3 separate regions of the Drosophila melanogaster genome follow, and all the other regions are linked to region 1. The links are chromatin contacts, called in public Hi-C and targeted proximity ligation maps. All regions are on one chromosome and are shown on one strand. The core of a region is the stretch at or near the end of the contact, and the rest is flanking DNA. Distances in the headings are between cores, read along the strand shown.

The links. A called contact is a pair of places that touch in the nucleus more often than the background predicts.
Region 2: a contact with region 1 is called in a targeted proximity ligation map of the Kc167 cell line, with 2.8 times the contacts expected there. A contact is called at or near these places in 7 of 107 Hi-C or Micro-C datasets (the D17-c3 cell line, the Kc167 cell line, the OSC cell line and 3 more) and 1 of 7 datasets of targeted methods (the Kc167 cell line).
Region 3: a contact with region 1 is called in a Hi-C map of the Kc167 cell line, with 2.6 times the contacts expected there. A contact is called at or near these places in 17 of 107 Hi-C or Micro-C datasets (the D17-c3 cell line, the Kc167 cell line, the ML-DmBG3-c2 cell line and 9 more) and 1 of 7 datasets of targeted methods (the Kc167 cell line).

The regions. Positions count from the first base shown.
Region 1 is chr3L:20,807,801-20,810,939 of dm6, reverse strand. CG3634 reads left to right here and starts at 1,693. Exons shown (of 2, transcript NM_141003.3): 1 at 1,693-2,101; 2 at 2,167-3,139. The coding sequence starts at 1,963. It overlaps HIPP1 (HP1 and insulator partner protein 1), which reads right to left and starts at 1,271. Exons shown (of 6, transcript NM_141004.3): 1 at 12-1,271. The coding sequence starts at 1,137.
Region 2 is chr3L:21,333,831-21,336,549 of dm6, reverse strand. It overlaps Tsr1 (Tsr1 ribosome assembly factor), which reads right to left and starts at 1,335. Exons shown (of 4, transcript NM_141047.4): 1 at 1,122-1,335; 2 at 1-1,057. The coding sequence starts at 1,227. Rab26 (Rab26,) reads right to left here. Exons shown (of 5, transcript NM_001300213.1): 5 at 1,523-2,654. The coding sequence ends at 2,540.
Region 3 is chr3L:21,432,022-21,435,044 of dm6, reverse strand. Aef1 (Adult enhancer factor 1) reads right to left here and starts at 1,617. Exons shown (of 3, transcript NM_168903.3): 1 at 1,344-1,617; 2 at 1-20. It overlaps barc (barricade), which reads left to right and starts at 1,911. Exons shown (of 7, transcript NM_168902.3): 1 at 1,911-2,190. CG33288 reads right to left here. Exons shown (of 5, transcript NM_206414.3): 4 at 2,241-3,023; 5 at 1,979-2,179. The coding sequence ends at 2,052.

The DNA of each region.
Region 1 (3,139 bases), core at 444-2,943:
CTTTACTGTACCCGTAGTATGCTCTTCGGTTTCCTTGGGAGGTGACACAACGACAGTCGGCTTGGTTTTTTCCGCTGCTGCCCCTGTTGAGGCTGCAAGTTGCTTTTGGCTCACGGTCTTTAACATTACTTTTACTCCGCTGATCTTGTTGTTTAGCAAAATTGCCGAGTTCGGGCTGTGCTTAACTGGGGATGACAATTTTTTCACAGGCAGAGGTGGCTTCTTAGTGACTACGTGTGCTGAAGGCAGAGTTATAACTTCTGTCACCAACGCGGAAGCCGACTTGTCTTCCTCAGAGTCGTAGTCGTCCCAATCATCGTTCAACGAGCTGACAATATCTATCGGCGCGACCACAGAAGGCGGCGCAGGCGGCTCCTTACGACGCGACTTTGGCTTTAGACCGGCCATCTGCTCCAGAGCAACAGCTCTGGCTTGTTCCGGGGAGAGCTTATGCTTGGATATAGAAGGCAAGGAGTTAGATTTGATGGGCTTGGACGCAGGTACCTTGGGGCTGGCTTTTCGACTCGATGACTCCCCCTCGTCGTCGTCAATTTCCATGATTTCGAACTGCCCTTCGCCCTCGATGGTAACACCTACATCCCCATCTTCTCCAACGCCGTCAAGCTCGGAGAGAGCCTTCTCCAATGTGCACTTTTCCTCTCCCGTAGGCTGATCATGACTGGTATCCGTCCCCTTGAGCAGGGCAATGAGATCTACCTCTTCCAAGGGGGATTCGCTGGACTGGCCGTTGCCTGAGGCAGCGTTGCCTTCTTCGATTATTGGGGTTCGACATTTAGCTTCATCTGGGGCCTGGCGGGGCTCTAAGCCACCATTGTCTGCTAAGGCAATTGGTGTGTCGGAATCCTTAACTTCGGACGCCGCATCCGGCGGTCGAATGTTATGCAGCTTAGCTATCTCCCTCTCCAGAGTGCTCAGCTCGTCCAAGCCTGGACCCTCTTCAGATCCGTTGAGATTGGCCAGCTCATTCTCCAAATCAGTGGGACCCGCACTTTCCGAGAGTGTTTCTAACGCCGCCGTTTTTAGTTCTAGAGTCTCAACTTTTTCGACTCCTGGTGGTGGCTCCTCTGCTTGGGTTGACTCCAGAGTTGTCACCGCACTATCCGACACCTGCTCCATGATTCCACTGCCCCACTGATGGCTTTCCGTTCAACAGGAGTTCCAAATTAAGGGCTTTGCGTGCTTGTTTCAATCGGATTGGTCTATTATAAAAAAAAGTGCACTTGCAGCTCAGCGGCCATTTTTTGTAGTGGTGCGCAGGTGGATCTATCGATAGGCGTGAAAATATCGGAAAAAGTGGATGGTTCGAGAATTACATTTTTCATTAAATTTAAACAACAATTAGCATTAAATAGATATCAGGTAGTTCGCTTATATATTTTAATATGTATGACCGGTTTTGTTATTATTTGCTATTAGAGTAAGTTCTTAGCGTGATCGTAAGAAATAACTGTCGAAATATGTTGAGCACAAATAAGAACCAAACTATTAAAACAAATATAAGTAATAATAGATAACAGTGGGAAATGTGTATATCTCTTGGCCATGCAATAGACTTTAGATACATGCGTGGAATATTTCTGAAAGAAGTTGAAAGGTCTTCCCGCAAGAACTTTTCAGAGTGACCAGTACGTTCAGCGGCATTTAGAAGGCGACGAGAAACGGTCACGTTGCGCTGGTATTTACCCCCCGCTCATCCCCTTTCGAATACTTGATTGAAAAAAGTCTCATCAGCAGCAAGGATACGCGCAAGGATAGCGCCAAGAAAGGCAACCGTTAATTGATCTAACCCCTCGGCGGTGGTCAGTGCCAGAGCACAGAGTATCCGCGAACCCCCAGGCACAAGCTAATCCCGGAGAGCGGCAAAATCCGGACGGAGCTGGGGCCAAAGCGAAACGAGCGTCGAATACAGAACTTCGCAGGCAGGGGGCAGCAGGCAGCAGGATGTGGGATTCGTCCATGTTTCTCAGCACTCTGACGCCTAAGTTCTACGTGGCGCTCACAGGGACCTCCAGCCTGATCTCGGGCCTGATCCTGATCTTTGAGTGGTGGTATTTCCGGAAGTATGGCACTTCGTTTATAGGTGAGTAGTGGGGTTCCCCTTCCTCCGCTTCCTTCTTATTCTGTTTCACTGTCCCTGTTTCGCAGAGCAAGTCTCTATCAACCACATTAGCCCCTGGATAAATGGCAGCGATGGCCAATCAGAGTCCAGCAATGGCAGTGGCAGCAGCAGCAGCAGTGGCTCCAGCAGCAGCAGCAATGGCGGAGCAGGCGGAGGAGGATCGGGTGGAGCAGGGGCATCAGGCAGTGGCAGCGCCACCACAAGTACGGGCACCCAAATGCCCGAGTGTAAGGTCTGGCGAAATCCACTTAATCTATTTCGCGGCGCCGAGTACCAGAGATTCTTTTGGGCCACCAGCAAGGAGCCGTTGACCTACTACGACATGAACTTAAGTGCCCAGGACCATCAAACATTTTTTACCTGCGAAGGCGATGCCCGCAAGGAGGAGTATGAGATCATGCAGACGGCCTGGCGCGAACGCAATCCCATGCAGCGCATCAAGTCCGCTCACAGTGCTCTGGAAATCAATGCGGAATGTGCACCTGCCTATATACTGCTGGCCGAGGAGGAAGCCATGACCATTATGGAGGCGGAGAAGATCCTGAAGACGGCCCTAAAGGTCGCCGAGATCAACTACCGCAAGTCGCAGGCCACCCAACACCAGGGCGCCATTGCGGATGGCATGCATCGGCGCGACACCAATGTGCTGATCTATATCAAGCGACGGCTTGCCATGTGCGCCCGCAAGCTGGGCAAGCTGAAGGAGGCGGCTAAAATGTTTCGCGATCTCACCAAGGAGATACCCTCGATCATGAGCGTACTGAACATTCACGAGAATCTAATCGAAACGCTGCTGGAGATGCAGGCCTACGCCGATTGCCATGCCATTCTGGCCAAGTACGATGACATCTCGCTGCCGAAATCGGCGACTATCTGCTATACAGCTGCTCTGCTGAAGGCGCGCGCCGTAGCCGACAAGTTTTCGCCAGACATAGCATCCAAGCGAGGTCTAAGTCAAGCTGAAATGAGCGCCGTTGAGGCCATTCATCGGGCGGTGGA
Region 2 (2,719 bases), core at 86-2,585, 530 kb before region 1:
TACTCGCTGTAGCCCTTGGGTACACGCTTAACAAGCTTCATCTTTTTAGTTTCCGCCTGCGATGCGGCAATCTCGTCTTCGGTGGGCCACGTCTGCTCCGCGTCCATGGGGTCGGGTATGTTTTCGCTTTGAAGGGAAGTGCGCTTAGAGGGATCACTGCGATCCAAGAGACGCACCTCACTATTCTCTCCATCGCGCGATTTATCTAGCTTATACGGATCTGGAGGGGCCACCACCTGGCTTAGCTGGAAATCACCCAAGCCGGGAATGTGGACCAAACCATTCACGTTAAGAGACTGTCCACGTAAGAAACCAGTAACTTCTAGTGTGCCCAGATCGTCGCTGGGATCTGAGCCCGGTTTAAACTCTACCACATCTCCAAAGAGATGTGGCCGATTGGCGACGTTATGGAGGATGCGCTTCTTCTGGCCTCCAATGCGCCGCATAACATTCAAGGCCTCGCTAGCGGTGTCCAATTGCATGATCTTCTCCTCGGGCAACAGCTTAGATATGACCTTCTGAGCCGCCTGCTTGGCAGCAGGACGACGCTTGGGATTGATTGACTCCAGATCCATGAGGGCTACTACCGGAGTGGGTATTCCCTGGGCTGACATCATGTTAAAGATCCGTTGACCCCAGCGGTCGAAGATCTCGTCATCGCCAAAGGCTGCGGTGGTCAAAAGCAGGGTGGTGTCGCAAACCTTAAGGTAATCCAGGGCAATTAGCTCATTTCCGCGTCCCACTGGTGGTGTGACAAAAGCGAAACGCTGCTTGAACCTTGGAAGATTGATGTAAACAATGCCACTTGGGGAGTTCTCCACGACCAGTTCGCTGTCACAGCTCTTTAGGATTTCCAATGCGGACATGGGATCAATCTGTTCGTGCATGGGTAGTAGGCACACAAGAAAGGGAGCTGTGTTCTGACCACCTAGTTTTCTCTTTTGCTCCAACACCTCCTCCCTTTTGTTTTTCCTGAGCTGGTTCATCTGGTTGCGACGCTGCTCCTTGCGCTGCTGCTGCTTGTGCTTGTGGGAGATAGGCCTCAGTCCAATCTTCCCTGTGAAAGGTGAACGCCCATGTGGGTTAGAACTCTGGATGATGCTATTAAGATTTCCACATACCTTTTTGGGCATTGTCTATTGCTCCTTTGGAGCGATGACGACCCGTTTTGTGAGCCTTGTTCGCTTGTTTCAGCGGCCCGGGCCGATGAAAAGCATGATCAGCCATAGTTACCAGGTAATTAACTATCAAATTCCTATCAATTTACGCTGTTTTGTTTCCCGAGGCTGGAGCTAGAGCACATGTTCTGTCGATTCAATATTTTTCTCGATAGCTCGACGTTTCTCTTGATATCGATGTTGGGCGATGTTTTGCAAAACATCGCCTGTAGCGCTTAACAGCAGTGGTGAGTATGTGAGTTAGCAGCTGCTAACAACTGTTGTATTGGGCGCAAATTTCAAAATATGCTATTGTACTGTAGGGCACTTCCCAAAAATGAAACAAATTGCCGCCTTGTTTTTTAAACCACATTCAATGTAAATATGTATTTGCTGTTTATGGTATAGACTTGACGTCTGCTTGAATATAACGCTTTTTAGTAGCTAGTTTACATTCATTCCGTGATATATGCATGCATCGGATTCTTTATCTTTTGCTGTAGTAGCTCAGTATAGTATATGTTCAAGTTGTTCAACTGCCTTTGATTATTCGCAACACCTTTGCCTGGGCGCGCTGTTCAAATTGGTTTGGGAATGGGTTTCTGATTGGGCTTACACAGGCGTAATTAGTAATAATTAACTTAATTGCGTAGCGTATTCATTAGTGGGGTGTGTAAACAATTTTCAGGGCCTCGTTTGGACCTAAAACTTAACGATAGTCCATAACACTTAACAATTAGGAGTAAATCAATAGAACTAATAGTAGGTAAATTGAGTGATTGTTTCTCATTAATTGGAATTGTAGTATCCCGAGATCTCCTCTGGATTATTTAGGTAGGTATATATTCTCCAAGCAGTTCTATCCTCAGTGAAATCCAACGGCGTGCTGGATAAATCTCAATGTGGCATGATTTTGCTGCGTTCCGTCGGCTCTCTCCTTAAAGTAATTTATGCAGTTGTATACGGATATTTGTATGTATATATACATATATATATATATATATATAGTTTAATATTTATGCACCGGGCCTACTGATGCCGCAATGCCAATGGCCTGCCCTATAAAAATTATGCGTATCGCGTCCCGTTCCGCCCCGAAATCCCCATTTACCTACAAAACATGCCGAGTACTCTACCTTCCGTCTAGGGTCTTACAAAATTGGTGCAATCTTATCGAGTGTCTTTGTGTGATTTTCTTTTTTGTCGTTTTGGGTTTGTTTCAATAAATGCAGAATTTCGACTCTGCGCCATCGAACGTGTCCTTCTGCTTCCTTTCGAGTGCCCCACTTCCCATCTCAACTGGCTGCGGGCTTATTGTTGTCTTTGTGCGCGGGATCGGGAGGATATGGCTCTTCTGTCATCCGCAAGTTGGCCAATTTCAATTACATGTTCCTGCACTGGGCGCAAACCGAGCGCGCCTTTGTATTGTCACGCACAAAATCATGCACATTGAACTTTCCATCATCGCCGTGCTCGTAGCCGCGACTCTTTAGTTGCCTGCAAATGAGAATGAAGATATTAAATGTATTGATCGGGGAAATTTCGAAGAATTCCATAGTGGT
Region 3 (3,023 bases), core at 368-2,867, 620 kb before region 1:
GATGTTGTTGCTGCTAGTGCCTGTGTTTGGAGAAGGGAGATTGGGATTAGTTGAGTCGGCGGCTTGGCTTTTTGGTATGCAAAAATATGTGAGGAATTCCCAAAACATACGAAATACCTAACTGCGAAATTATAAATCTAAATTATTCAATAGCTGACACACTTTGATAGCTGGGCTCCCGGCTCCAGCTCCACTTCCTCCCCTTGAAGCCCCCTTTCCATATGGTTCCTATGGTTCTTTGTGTGCCCTTATTAGTGAAACGCATTGAAGCCCATTTTGTGTCCTAACTAGCATATTACTCCTTCGTCTCCTTTAGGCAAGCCTCTCTACATAAATAAGTATTTGGAACTACACGGCTTACATATCCATACATGTTTGTAAGGAGGTAACTGGCTTACTTTACGGTGTGAAACTATGTTTTAAATCATTCAGGTATAATGATTAACGTATTAAGCGTTCAAAGCAATATTCTTGCGAGAGTAAATATTTTCGGGCTTTATAACATTTATTAAAGAGCCATACTAATATTAAACTCACAAACAAACTGTGATGAGTAATTTTTAAATAAGATCCATAACGGATGACCGAATCCTTAAAAGATTTTTATGACTTCGATGGTATGAAAACTTCGAATATACGTCAAAGAGCATAAATTATTAAACATACGATTGATTATGCATTTTGAAACAAAATAAAACGCGCGCTGCTTGCATGCATGTAACTTTTAATATATTTTTTGAACGCTGGTTTTTACGTTCGCCGGACAAGTTACCTGACCCGCCCCCTGCTCACCCACCAGACAAGATAGACACTGAGGCCAACACAACACGCACACACATGGAGCACTCAGGTATCTCTCTTTTTGTGTTGAATTGACAGCGTGTTACTTTCTCGCCAAATTACATGTGTTTTTCTGGCAACTTAAGAACTTAGTGATAACTTTACCAATTGGATAACAATCTCAACGGAGGCGAGATCGACAGGATTCCGAACTGACCTTTTTTGGGCGGGCTTTTTGGGGGATATTTTCCCCTTTTTTCAAAAGCAGTTTTTCCACTAACACGTTGCCTCTAGATCGCCCCTCGCGCTCCCTTCTTCAGCTAAAAGTCACAACCACTTTCAGTCGCACACACGTATGGACATCACTAGCGCACACACGTACACGTACTGTGTAAAAGCTCTTTTGAGGTTAGGATACTTTTAATTTTGGAGCTCTCCGCTCGAAAATGTCCATTGTTTTTCACACGTCTATAAACGCTATTTTTGCCAAATGATTCCAGACGGAATTGGGTATACTGAGTGACACACTTGAACTCTTTTCGGGCGCCCACACATTGACCTACCTTTCCATTTTGTGGCTGTGCTGTGTGGGGCCTTTCAGGTTTAGATTTCCCCCGTTTTACATCATTTTTCGCACTCGATTCGGTTTTTTGGGGGATATGGGCCTTTCGGAGGGTGTTCGCGTATTGCTCTCGCCTATCAGAATCGGGTCCTCACAGCATTATCTGTGGCTGGTTCTTCATTTATAAAAAGCGTATAAACGTTAGAAAAATAGTACAAATATTTCTTTTCTTTTTTTTACTGTTTCGCGTACAAAATAGACGCGAATGAACTAGTGCCAATTGGGGATGGGCGATAGCTATGGGGGACCTGTTACTGATCACGAGTGTGAAGGAATCACGATGACTGCCCCGAACTCAATGGGAAAGTTGGTATAAGAGATCAAATTTGGGAAAATTCTCAGATTTATTTAGGCCAGCACATCTTTATAATTATTTTTTTTCCCACCATATTAATATAAAATCATTTTCTAATGTGACTTCTCGTGAATATCGAATTGCCATCTCTATGCTAAATGAGCTAGTTCCACTGAAGTCATTCACATAGGAATATGTAAGTTTTCTTTCGTTTTTGAGAGGTTTTCCTCCCGCCACAGTACGGTCACACTGCCCGGTGCAGAACTTTTGTATAGGAATTTCGTTTGCATTATTTTTTATTAAATTGTACTTAAAGACCAAATGCAATTGCTCAGAAAAGTGCAGGTGCAAGTTTTATAAAATCGTGCAGACCCGCGAAGCCTGCGACTGATCACCATGTGCCTGCCCATTGGTTAAACTCAGCTCGCTGTTAACTTTGTTTGTGTTTTTGTTGTGACTTCCAGCCGGCGGACGCAGTTCATCTATTTGGAAGGTAAGCAGAATTTAGGTAAGTATATACTGAAGGACTATACTGAAAGGTACCTTCGATCCTGACCGCTTTTTCGTTACGGCACGAGAGCCTGTCCATCACCTGCTTCACGAATCCCTTAGCATCTTCCTCCTTCTGCTGGGCCACAGCTTGAATATGGGAATTTGCCCTCAGTTGCATGGCCCGAATGTCATCCTGCATCGCCTTCTTACTGCGCTCCACCACTGCATCTAGAGGGTCTTCAAAGGTAGTGCTTGGCTCGAAGATGTTGCCATTACCATTGCCATGTCCTGCAGAATTGTGGTTTGAGTTTACAGAGGCCGTTGTTCGTTCATCCTCCTCGTTGGAACCCAACGTTGTGGTGGTCTTTGGTGCCCCCTCTTTGAAGGACAAGTCATCCTCGCCGCGAGGTGTGGAACATGGCGTGGTCTGTGGATCAGCCTCCCTCGCCGCTTTTATCTGAAACAATGAGGAGATGTTTTCCTTGGCGCCCAGTACTTCAGTAGAGATCTTGCTGGTCACCGAATCCATAGCCCTGCCCATCGAATCTTTTGTTTCCGAGGCTGCTTTGACCGCATTACTGCCCGCCTGCTCCACTGCATGCATTGCACTACTTCCTACTTGTTCCACTGCGTGCATTGCATCGCTGGCCAACCGATGGGCACCTTTACCCGCCGCTCCTACTGCTCCTCCCACGGTATCCACGGCTCCTCGAGCTCCAGTAGCCATTCGCTCGCCTACAGCTTCCATGGCATCACGAGCTCCATTTGCTGCATTTTTTACCGCTGTTTGAATCGAGTTACGAGTGGAGTCCATGACATCTATCGCGTCTTCGC